3 separate regions of the Zea mays genome follow, and regions 1 and 3 are each linked to region 2. A link is a contact called in public Hi-C data. All regions are on one chromosome and are shown on one strand. The core of a region is the stretch at or near the end of the contact, and the rest is flanking DNA. Distances in the headings are between cores, read along the strand shown.

Region 1 (3,983 bases), core at 1,444-3,943, 370 kb before region 2:
TCCTGTTCCGTTATCACCATCGGGTTAGGCACTTCGGCCGATTCGCCCCTGGCTTCAACAAGAGCGGGGTATTCTGGCTCAACAGCAGAAGAAGGCCCCTCAACAAGCTTTGGCACTTTAGCCGTTTCAATGTACTTGGGCCGGTGTGTCAAAACTTTAACCTTTTTCCCTTCGGCGTGGTAGAAATAGCCGAAGCAGCAGCTTTTCTCTTCTTTCCCTGCTTTCGCAAGGGATAACAATAGTCTGGGTACACGAAGCCAATAACATCAAAGACTCTATTCAATCTCTTTTTGCCTCATCCTCCGAAGGCCACTGTCAGGGCATCATCCTCGGCCCTCGTGTAAGCACAAAGCAACTCGTCACTAGTTGCCTCAATGCAGTCTAGCCAGTCATCGTTCAGCTCATCGAATTGATATTTGTATCTGAAGGTGTACTTCAGGTAAATTAAGCCGTCCTGGCTGGACCTAGAAGCAGCTTCGTTCGGCATCTCCCAGCCGCTTTCGAGAGGCCACACCCTGTAAGCAATGCTCCTGGACTAAGTCCCTGGTGCCAATATATATGCAAACTGTGTTATACGCAGCTGGCATGCTTCTACGTCATTTCCAAGAGCAAGAGACAGCCTCTTGATGCCGAAGCGAGACTAGATAGGGCATTGGATGATACCATTAATATCTTCTCTTTCGACCAGGTCATTTTTTACATAAAACCACTCTTGCATCCAGGACCCTGGCCACCTCTTCCGAAACGTTGGAACTGGATAACTCACACCGGAGCGAGGCATGAAGCTATAGCAACCAAAATTATTATGATATTGTTCTTTGCGAGTGGCCTTCGTCTCGTATGACAGTTCGTGAATATTGCAAAAACATCTTGCATTTGGTTCTAACCCCTGGCTCCTCATGACGCAAATAAAAATCCCCATTGTGATAATAGCTTCGGGGTGATTTGGTGGAGGAATATTCCAAAAGTCTTCAAAACTTCAACTAACAGTTTATCTAAAGGGAACCAAAGCCCCGTCGTCATGAAACTTCTGTAAACAACTACTTCGTCAGCTTCGGGCAAAGGGGCACTGCTATCTCCCCCAGCCCTTACAATAGAAATATCCCAGAAATACCTTCCTTTCATTGCATCAATTTGGCTTTGTTTGATGGTTGATTTCCCGAAGATAGTATGACTTGGTCGCCAGGGTCGATCTTCGGCACCTTCGTTTCCACTTTCTATGTCAAAATCTTCACTATCATTGGAACTTTCAGATATTCCAGCAAGTGTCCCGCGAGCAATCTTTTTTGTGTTGGTCTCTTCCATGGCTTTGTAAAACCCAGAAAGAGCTAGGTTGTCAACCTTCTTCTCACCAGCCATCAAGTCTTGTTGGAATGCCGAAGCCCACAATTTAATCAAAACTCGGAGGAGTAAGAAAATTAAGAATGATGAACACGGTGCACGCACCTAAAATGGTGCAGCAAATGTTATCAATGTGAGTCCCTATTTACATGCCCAGCGCCTCACGATTTGGTGTGTCCTACATGTCAGTGACTTTCGCTATTCTAGCGAAGGGAAGGTGTTTTTTCGTACCTTCGGCTAAAGGCCTTCGTTCACGTCGCAGTCTAAACTTGTTACGAAGAAACAAATTAACACTGCGAGGGGCTACTGTTGGGGGCCTTCCTCTTCCGAATGTCCTCAAAAACATGACTAATCATATGTTTTCAGTATGACATAGACTGTTACAGGAGGCTTCGGCTTTGGGATGAAGGTTTTCTCTCATGGTAAAGGCATGCGTGATATGAAGATACAACCCGAAGGTGATATGGGTGGACGCCGAAGCTATGGCTGAAGGAGCTTCGACCTAGTATGATGACGAAATCAAGTACGAAACCGACCTAGCAGGGAAAAGACTATTAGTCATTGATAACTCGCAATATGATTAAGAGTAAATATCAAGGACATAAATGTAATTTTGTCCGGGCTGCGTCCCGTGCCTATAAATAGATGAACAATAGCACTGTACTGTTCAGGCTGGATTGTAATCTCTCTCGCGTCATCTTTGCATTCCCATCTTCTGGAGAACCGAAGGTACCTTTGTATTGTAAATATCATTAATGTTGATTCATATATGCGGATATGAATATAAAATAAATTGTGAGGATCTAATCATTGTCTTTCATTCTTTATTATTCTCTCACACTCTTATTCATATTTATATTTATATTCATATTCATATACTGAGATGTTGAAGGTATGTCCTTCATTACCTTCGTCTAAAGATTATTATATCCGAAAGGGAATAATGATTCGAAGAACGAAGGTATTTTACCATTAACAATTGTGTTGTCTTGTTCTTGATCTGAAACATTTGAGAACAGGGACCAACACTTCCTAGATATTAATTTAAGAAGTTTTAAAAAACTTTTATCTAACAGTTATGTAAAATAAATCTCTAAATTAATAAATTTCCTATAAAACACAATTTTATCTCTACATTTATGTACATATATGTGTGTGCGAGACAGTAGTCAGTGTCCGCCTGGCCGGTCCCCTCACGCCCGACGTGAAAGTGGAGCACGTCACTCGACAAGTACTCGAGTATGGCAGATCAGTGTCGTGCATTCATGCCTACCGTGCATGGTGGTGTGCAGTGCATCTCAGTTTAGTCCCACCTTAATTGGAAGCTTTAGATAGCGACGCTAGACCGCTAGACAAGCGTTATAAAAGAAAAGACCATGTCGCGGAGCAAGACGTCAAAGACCAAGGCTCTGAGCTGGTCCACTAGCGCTTGGGTTTGTTGGCTTCATGGGCCTGCTTTTGTTTCGGGTAAATTCCAATAAAACCCTGTTTGTTTCGTTGGAATTGAATTCCATTTTAATAATTATAATTTAGACAAAGCTGATTAAGTTCATATATTTATATATATATAATATATTTGTATATTATCCTAAATTATATGAAAGAGATAGTTATATACTACATTTATGTTATAACGAAGCAAGTAGAAGAGTGTGCTATAAGTTGTACATCGGAAAAATAGCATATAAATCTATAGAATCAATTTTCATCTCTCACCCAATGAATTTGAGATAGGCTTATATGATAACTTTGGAAAGTGCTGGAATGTCACGTTCTAAAAAATAACTTATTCCATTAGTAAGATTTCAATTCTTCAAAATGAAAGGAAACAAACGGGGCCTAATTGTTTTTGGTAAATTCCAATTAAAATCAGTAACTAAAGAAAATGGTCGGTAAAATGCCACACCGGTTTTGATACCTGTTCCAATAAAAATTTCGATTTTGGTATATTTTCCAATAAAAATTGTGATATCGATTTTGTTCGAAAATGGTTACCGGAATTCCGAAAAAATCTATTCCAATAAAAATTCCGATATCGATTCGGTTTTTGAAATACCAATGAATTTGATCGGCAAAATAAAAAATAGTTACCGGAATTCCGAAAAATTCTAAAATCATTTTCATCCCTGCAAGCGTTCACCGGGTTTACTAGGTTATTCTTAGTCAGGATTTTATTTGAGTTTTATCTTTATTTAATGTTCCACTATAAGATGATATGACAAAAAAATAATAAGGAGAAAGATAGAAGAAATTCTGTAGAAGGTGATCGAGAAAGGTTTTATCAGAATACATAGTTTTATCCATACGGATTCAAGTCTTTAATACTCCCTTTGTCCCATATTATATTCGTTTTGGGGTTCTAGTGGGTCATTTGATGTATGTATTTTAAATATATATCTAGATTTATCATTATCATTTATTTAAATATAGATGTAAAAAGAAAGAGTTAAAATAAATATTATTTTGAAACGGAGGGAGTACAGACAGGGGTGATTTCTTGACAACTGCGATTTGCCATTAATAAGCAGCGACGTATATGGCGAGACATGTTAGCGATTGCGCGGGTAGCCCGTGAGCCCACCTAGCCCATCTTGTAGGACGTGGTGAGGGTCCATTTCGGTCTCCAATCTCATCGGACATTA
Region 2 (4,391 bases), core at 548-3,047:
TCGCGATGAGCTGCATCTGCAAGAAAATTCCCACAAAACTCATGCCAGGTCAGTTCATGACTTGCTAATGTTGGCATGGCATCGGTCTTATAGGAGGGTATGGATACAGTGATTTGTCCAAGCAACTATTAGCTATTGGCACCGCTAATCATTCTGTACCAAGGAGAGTGACATCAAAGATCAAGCGTAGTGAAAAAGGGCATGGCATTTCATTCCTAGGAATCCTGCCTATGTACCAAATGTGGAAAAAGGTAAGTAACATGGATGAAGCTGAAGATGCTAACCTCCTGGTGGGCAGACCGGCGTGTGCGGTCGGTTTGCCGTGCGAGCCGTATCTTCTTGAGCACATACCTGCGAGATAGACTCGGTGCGGTAAAAATTACTGAACAAGAGCAGCTTAGCCCATATAGATGAAAAACAGAGCAAGTTAGCCTCACTTCTTCTTCTCGACCTTGTGCCTCACCAAAAGCGCAGAACCAAATGCTCCTTTTCCAATCTGCTCCAGCACCTCATACTGATCCATCCTCTTGGGGTCTGCAGGTCACACGCAGCAAGCTTGTTTCCTTTTCCTTCTACTTGCCCTGGATTGAAGAAGCACGGTTGAGGATTAGTGAAGCTGAACTAACAAGTTCGTCCAAGTACTGGTACTCCTTCCCCATAAGTCCAATGTCAGCACATGCCTAGCTCAAGAGTCAAGACTATTCTGAGGACGCAAGCAGCAGCAGCATCATCATCATCCATTAAAAACCATGGTTCCGGTACACTTGCAGTGAGGAAAAAAAACTACTCTGCGAGGAAAATAGAATGGAAAAGGTGTGGGTTCGAAAACGTGAGGCCACATGAAAGGAAAAGGGGAAATGCAAGAAAGGACAAGTGGCCTGAAATTACGGACGCCAAAGCGCTCGGTGACAAAACCTGCCGACAACCCCTGAAACCGCTTCTGAAAATCAAAGGGGGCTAGAGAAGAATGGGCTGAGAGCAGAGATGTCGGCCTCAGGAGTGGCATCGCGATTGAAGGGGGTGGGAGAAAAATCAAGCCCCAGGTCCTACCATCCTTCCGCTAAAAATATTCGAACAGCGGGAGTTGATTGACCGAGTCCGAAATACCAACTCCAATATGCAGCATCAACAAATGTTTCGGAAATGTATGATCTCCGAATCCAAGCAACACAAAATCTAAACTTTTTTCGAGGCGGACTTTTTTGGGGGGTCAGGAGCAGAGTCACCAACTCCAAGAAGACACAACTGAGCCACTCGAGCAACATTGCACTGACGGGCCAGAGGCATCTATCCCGCCATTCCGATTTCCAACCGATCGAGGAGCAAGAAACAAGAGCTGTGGAGCCTGAGCCAGGAGCTCCAGCCCACTTTGCAAGAGCTTGCTCACCTGAGCCACCAGAGGGATCCGGGACGAAGCGCTCCGTGGCCCGGAGCTCGGAGGGAGTCTCCGGCGGGGGAAGGCGTCACGCGCGCAGATCTCACGGCATTTGGTTCTAGACCAGACGCGGCGTCGGTGGCAGGCGGTGGGGAGCGCGCGAGTACGAGGCGAGAAAGGTGGGGGTTTTGGTTGGGTTTCAAACTCGCCGGGGGCTCCGTTTCCAATCCAATCCCGCTCTATATAGCCCAAAGGCAATGGGGGCAAGCGAGGAGGAAGGGAGAAGCCTCTCTAGGAGAGAGAAAAGGAGCTCGCTAGAGAAAGAGGGGGCAGGAACGGAGGGAGGATGCCGCGGCGCGATGGCTCTGAGTCTGAAGAAGAAGAGTGATCAGTGAGGAGAGAGACAGGGGTTTTGCGGGACCCACGTGATGTGGTCGAATCGGTCCTTTTTATTCTATCGTATTCTCTCAGTATCTCTCTTTTTTCTGTTTTTTTCTTTTGGATTTGCATCCGGGTTGATGTGACCAAAAAGAGGTCATGGTGTGTCTGAATCAGTGAATGAATATACTAACCAAGATAGTATGCTCTTGGAACGTTGTTGTGACGCAAATTGGATCACCCATCATTGGTTAAACCATAATAGTGACTACGTACTAGAAAAGTCACGGAAGATATCACATTTATATACTCCCTCAGTAACAAAATAAATTTCGTTTTAGAAAAATAGTAAATTTATATAATACTCACTCCGTTCATATATATATATATATATATATATATATATATATATATATATATATATATATATATATATATATATATATATATATATATATATATATATATGATACCGTTGATTTTTTTTAAAAAAAACTTTGACTACTAGTCTTATTAAAAAAATAAAGTATCATTTATTTTTTTATGATTTGTTTTATTATTTAAGATAGTTTATTTTTGACTTAAAATTTTATATTTTTGAATAAATATTTTAAATAAGAAGATTTATCAAAGTTTTCAAAAAAATCAATTGTGTCATATATTTATGAATGGATGTAGTAGTTTATATATATGCCTAGATTTATAATTATCTATCTAAATATAATCATAAAAGTTAAAAATAAAATAACTAATATTTTAGAACAAAGGGAGTAACAGAGAACCTAAAGTCTACTAGTAAATCCCCTGGGAATAACTAATCCTGCCTAGGTGGTGAAGAAAGGTTAATTTCCATACCAACAAGTAACCATGGAAACTCTCATCCGAGAGGAACCCATCGAGGCAAAAATGTTGGCAGGTTGCTCTAAGTCGGCTGGCAAGCTTAAAGTGATCTACATGATCGTTGGACCAAAAAATAGGCGGTAGATTGATGTTTATTCGTTGGATACTATAATCGGCCGTCCTCCTCTAGTATATAAGGAGAGGGTGGTCTTATCCCAGTAGAAAATAATTCCAAGTTTCCTACTTCAAAATCGTTTTTGGAAACAAATCGCTATAGAATTCAGACAGGTCAGACAAACTTGGTCGGCCTTGAAACCCAGCTAGGCCAGCTTTCACGAGCCTTGACGTTGTGGTCGGACCAACTATAAGGAAAACGAACATGACCTATCCAACTTTACTTGTCCTGGCCTACTTTTAGATATCAGATCTGCACAACCTTCAAACTTGGCCAGACCAGCTTTAGGTAATCTGGCCACGCAAATATCAACAATGTCCAACCCATTAGTTACACGTATCGATCGTTATTTGGGAAACACTCTAGACTTTTTGTCAAACACTTAGAAAATATATTTTTAAAATACCTTCAATTGATTGCTATATGGAGACTATCACTTTATAATATCTCTAGCATATATAAGTTTCTAATTTATTGATCTGATCACTTTATAAGGACCCTCCCAACCTGGTGACCACTTGCCAAACATGTTGATATTTGCTCTGATTGATAGTATGATTTTTCATGCTACATCTTCAACTTGAAACGACTTACTTTTAAATTTCTGATGATATGCTCGGCTAACTTGAGCCTTGTCTTTCTTTATATCATTTAGATTCTCTAATCTCTTGTTTGTCATATCATCAATATTGTTTATCAACAAATCATAATACATCACAATAGATAATTTATTTTGTTTAGCAAGCCTACATGTATCCAAATTCACCTTGATAGGTAATACTACTTCTTGCCCATATACCAACTCAAATGGAGTATCTTTAGTGGCACCATGTGTAGATGTACGATCGCCCATAGAGCTTCACATAAAACTCTATGCCTCCTTCTTGGATTATCCTCGATTTTTTATAAGCTTGATTAAAGCCTTATCACTAGACTTATCTCGCCAATTAGCTTGAGCATAGTGTGAAGATAAATTAAGCGGATTGATCTTATATAATTTAACAAAATCAATACTTCTTTTGGCACAAATGATGCCACTTGATCCATAATTAATGTTTGAGGGATATCGAATCTATGGATGATATGCTCAGTAATAAACTCAATTACCTCTTTGTGTGTTATATTCGTCAAGGGAACAATTTTAGTCCATTTATTGAAGTAATTCATAGCAACTAAGATAAAGAGATGTCTCTTTAATGATGTGGAATGAGTTTGACCAATGTAATCTAGCCTCCAACCATGAAAATGGTCATGGTTTGGTAATAGGATGAAGCATAGTAGTAGGCACAAGCTTGAAAGGATCATGATGCCCAAAAGGTGGTGGATTGGGATTTTCTAATTTTTTTGCTATAAATAAATACTAATTGCAAGCTCAATTTCACTCAAGTGTCTAATGTATATACATAAGATGAGCATGAGACTTGCTTTAGGCTATGAAGCCCAACTTCACTTGCTCTAGACGGTGAAGCCTAAAAGATGAGCATGAGACTTTGCTACCAACTGAAATGATCAAGATATCCAAGAGAGTGTGAAATGGGGCAATCTAAAATTTCTTGTAACATTTAAAACCTATCGCTTATCCCATTTCACCCCATGTGCCTAATAGTGATTTCTTACTCCACA
Region 3 (4,309 bases), core at 207-2,706, 270 kb after region 2:
GAGCGAGCCGCATACACCGAGCCCCATTAACGGCACGACGGCTAAGCGAACTACACCCCGGTTCCTCTAATTATTCAGCTAAGGGCATCCCATTCCACCCTCATGGTTGCACTGTTTTCCCGGGCGGTCATCCAACGAACAGGTCCTTACGGAGAGGCACTCGAGAAACCGCTCGAGCCCCCTTGAATACCACAAGTATAACATCATAATAGAGGAGGGGAAACATCGTCTCATTGATAATTCTCATCATGTTCATTGATTAAAGTTGAGCAATAGCATAAAGCTACACAATAATAATCCAACCCAAATAGGTAAACAAGGACATGGACAACAAAAGCTAGTCAATCCTTAGGTTGATCATGGTATGTGGGTTGATGAATTATACAGTAAATGTGACATAATAGGTCAGAGGACACTTGCCTTCACCAAACAGATGCTCAGGATCTTCAGCCTCGTAGAACTCGGAGAGTTCAGTCTCTTGGTCACTGAAGCTTGACTGTCGATTCCTCGAAGCTCGGAAATGGATCACAGTCTATTCGCGTCACCCAGCGAATACCAACAGGCACAAACAAACAGACATATGTATATGCATAAGAACATTACACCATTCAAATAAAAACATAATAAAACATGCAAAATGAAATAGATTGCGCTACTATAGTCACGCAAGGAAAAGAAATGCGATAGTCGGAGCTACGGTCGAGAAGTTAGCGCGTTTACTCTAAAAATATTAGTTAGAACATTTGATTCGACGTTATCAAATATAAATTATACCTAATATTTAGTTTCTCTTAACCTATTACACTAGCAACTGTTAGTTAACTAGTAATTTAATTAAAGCGAGAGATTATAGGCGATGCGAATTTAAGATACATGAAACAACACAACAGCGTGCAGAAGGACGCTCGGACACGCACGACCACACGCGATTTAGCGCGCGGACGACGCCTGAAACAGCACGACAGTGCGCAAATGACGCGCGGACACGCGTGACATAGCACGCGGACAACGCGCAGCGATGCGCACGATCCGCACGCGCGACACGCGAAGACAACGCGTGGTAACGCGCGCAAACAGCACGCGCGACACGCGGGGACCACTAACCAACATCGCCTTTATGATAAACAAGTATTAATTAAAAACATTCGAGTAGGCATAATCTTATTAACATGTATTTGTAAAGCAGAACTAAAATTATAAATTGATTTAAGTAGATTGCTACTTTACTAATTATAGGATAAGTAAATAAATAACCACTTAATTAACTAAAACATGTGGGCAACGTCGTTACAATTCTAACGCAACCGGAACAAAACAAAACATATTTATAACGCAAGAGCTAACATATAATTAGTGATTCACGGATTTAAAGTGATGTGGCGTATTCCTATTGGTTGCAAACAAGTCACACACTAGGCCACACAAAACTTAGCCACGGAGAATTGGACAGGGGTGGGATCGAGCGTGGCATTTCTTCCTCCTCTTTGCAACTGCCCACGCACACAGGAACATAGGTTGCCATGGGGACTGCAGGGGCTAGCTCGGCCTGATCTTCACGCTCGCAGGGATGGGGATTGCTACGCCCGCCGGCTGGCAGGAGCACCGCGCGCTGGAGGGGACGGTCTCCAAGGGCCGCTTGGGCTGTGCGCGGGCGCCCTGCTGCCTGCGGCTAGGGGCGAGCTCGCAGGCCGGGAAGAGCGACCATGGGGCCAGGGCGGGGGCGAGGCAGGGGCCAGACGCGCAGGGCCTGCATGCCGGGGCGCTGGGCTCGCTGCGCGCTGCGGGCCGTGGCGGCAGCAGGCCATCGGCCGTGCATAGGGACAGGGAGCAGGGACCGAACGCCTGGCGCGTGGGCGAGCCGCCGAGCTAGCGCGCCGCCACGCCGGCCGACCGCCGCGCCGCGCCCTGCGCGGGGGGTCACGCTCGACCGCGGATCTAGCTCGGGGGAGGGCAGCCATGCCAGGAGGCGAGCCAGCCGAGGGACATGGGGGGGCTAGAGCCGCGCCATGGGGCTCGCCGCGCCCGCGACTGGTTGCCGCGACCTAGGGGAAGAAGGGCGCCTGGGAGCTGGGCTGCGCGCTGGCCGGTGGGGAGGCCGCGGCAGGGGCGAGCCGCCGCGCAGGGCCTCCCAGCCGCGACGCCGGGCAGGACCGCGGGACTTGGCCGCACAACGGAGGGAAAGGGAGCCACGCGAGGTATCACCGAGAGGAAACGAACCGCTCGGCCGGGGGACAGAGAGGACTGCTCGCCGGGGAAGGAGAATGGCGTGACACGGGGCTGCCGGGAGGGTCCGTCGAGGGGGAGAGAGGATGGGAAAGGGAAGAGAGGGGAGAGGACTCACCGAGAACCGCCATGTGCAGGGACGACAGCTTCTGCGTGATTTGGATCTGGGGAAGGAGACTAGAGGTTATGTGACGGCAGGGTGGTTATATAAAAGAGAACGCGGGAGGAGGTTGTCAAACTCGTCATCAACTGTGTCGCGACCGAGCGAGAGAGGCGGTTGCGAATACGACGAGGGTAAACATGAGCAACACGACGTTTGCGAGGAAATACATTTTAATTATCCCGCGAAAAGGGCACGAGATCTAGAACAGGCTCGACGAGAGGAAGAAATATATGTATACATATATATATTATCGAGTTTTCGAAATACTAAAATTAAGCATTTAGATATTAGAAAGGCTAAAATTCATATTTAATACCCGAAGAAAGTTCCGAAGATTCCAAAAACTCTCGGGAGCCTCCTCGAGATATTTTAACATGTTTCGATAACATTTTGTACTCATAAACACTATGCATCGGCATGAATGCAACACTCAAGCACCTCTAAGGTTTTATTTTACTAAGCTTTCACCTAGATGTAAAATAAAATAATTCTCCACTTTTAGGAAAAAGAGAAGGAAAGCGAAGAGCTGAGAGAGTAACACCTGAATTTGGTGGATATTAGAAAAAACTTTATACCCCCAAATTCAGGGTGTTACAGTTTTTCTTTTTCCTGTTTCCTGCAGGCAAGATGAAGAAAAAGCACCTGCACAGTAAACGTTTGTGTTGATGGAAACTTTAAAACCCTCTACCGAGGAGACGTGTGCACACACACTCTTATCTCAATTATAGTCCACCTATGTATTAATGTATCGAGATTATATCATCTCTAACTGTCACTTAATTCAGTGCCCTATTTTAAAATATAGGATTCATGTTCATCTCATAAAAATAGCTTCAATAGTACCCTTATTAAAATATAGTGCAGATCTTGAAATGACTCAAATATGCTACACCCCATTTAGTGTCATAACCTTATTTTCTACAGGATCTTCAGCTCAATTTATTTTTCATGACCTAAACACTTTAAATGATACAATATTTTAAATTTTAAGGCACCTTATTGTAGATGATCTTATACTTCCACCTATATCCCATTATGTTGATTGGCAAAAACATTTTTTTATATCTTCTCGCGTCTTGAATTTTTTGTAATACCCAAATTCTTGCTAAATAAAAGGAAGGGTTAAAATTATATTTGGTGGATGTTCTTGTTTAGCATAAATAAAACGATTAAGTTTAAATGATTAAATAAACTAACAAGTAATAAAATCAAGTAAATAAAAAATTATGCATCATGCTGGATTCATTTTTGTGTTGCATTTAGATTTGAAGTTATGAGACACTCCTATTTAAGATTTAAACCAAAATTTGAAATTCAAAGTAAAACAAAAAAAGAAAAGAAAACATTATATGCCCACCTGGGCCAAATCGTCCGGACGACCCAAATAACCCTCGTCACTGTTGGGGACCTTCGGCATCCGAAGGTCCTCAAAAACAGGATTTAACAGTATTTCTGGAAGTATAATGTGTGAACAGGTACCTTCGAACTCAAGTCGGTATCACGGTAGGAGAAGACCAGGATAATATGAAGGTCTTGGTACAACGCCGAAGATGTTAGCAGGAAAGCTTCGGCGTGGTTGCAGAAAATGAAACCGACTTAAAGATGAAAAGGCTATTCAGACCTCGATAGATTACCATAGAATTATTATCAAATGTAAAGGGCATGAATGTAATTTTGTATGGGCTGTGTCCCGTGCCTATAAATAGGTGAACAGTATCCCCGTACTGTTCACGCTGACTTGGCATTCACTTTTTGCGTCACGCTTGTACTGTTATCTCCTTCCGATTGAAGGTACACTTGTAATTCAACAATGTTTTTGTTTATGCTCGATAATAATATATGATTGTCCATGTTATCTTTTATATTCTTTATATTTCATCCTTCGCCATTGTTTAATGAATATTTGACGGTATGTCCTTCATA

Evidence for each region. Hi-C and Micro-C count contacts between places; a contact is called where the count stands out from the background.
Region 1: a contact with region 2 is called in a Hi-C map of leaf, with 7 times the contacts expected there. The contact joins the enhancer-like site here to the promoter of LOC103650480 in region 2. A contact is called at or near these places in 2 of 25 Hi-C or Micro-C datasets (ear and leaf).
Region 3: a contact with region 2 is called in a Hi-C map of endosperm, with 3 times the contacts expected there. The contact joins the enhancer-like site here to the promoter of LOC103650480 in region 2. A contact is called at or near these places in 2 of 25 Hi-C or Micro-C datasets (endosperm and leaf).

Annotation. Positions count from the first base shown.
Region 1 is chr3:120,560,573-120,564,555 of Zm-B73-REFERENCE-NAM-5.0, forward strand. No RefSeq gene overlaps it. Among protein-coding and RNA genes, the nearest start is that of LOC103650478, 69 kb to the right of the region's middle. Within about 2 kb of position 2,694, at least 16 of the 20 cell types and tissues checked have an H3K27ac peak or open chromatin away from gene starts, as enhancers often do. A contact at or near this core is called in ear and leaf, where this site is marked.
Region 2 is chr3:120,934,576-120,938,966 of Zm-B73-REFERENCE-NAM-5.0, forward strand. LOC103650480 (serine/threonine-protein kinase Nek2) reads right to left here and starts at 1,798. Exons shown (of 15, transcript XM_020550283.3): 1 at 1,388-1,798; 2 at 438-581; 3 at 285-351; 4 at 1-16. The coding sequence starts at 523.
Region 3 is chr3:121,200,370-121,204,678 of Zm-B73-REFERENCE-NAM-5.0, forward strand. No RefSeq gene overlaps it. Among protein-coding and RNA genes, the nearest start is that of LOC100272971, 76 kb to the right of the region's middle. Within about 2 kb of position 1,457, at least 13 of the 20 cell types and tissues checked have an H3K27ac peak or open chromatin away from gene starts, as enhancers often do. A contact at or near this core is called in endosperm and leaf, where this site is marked.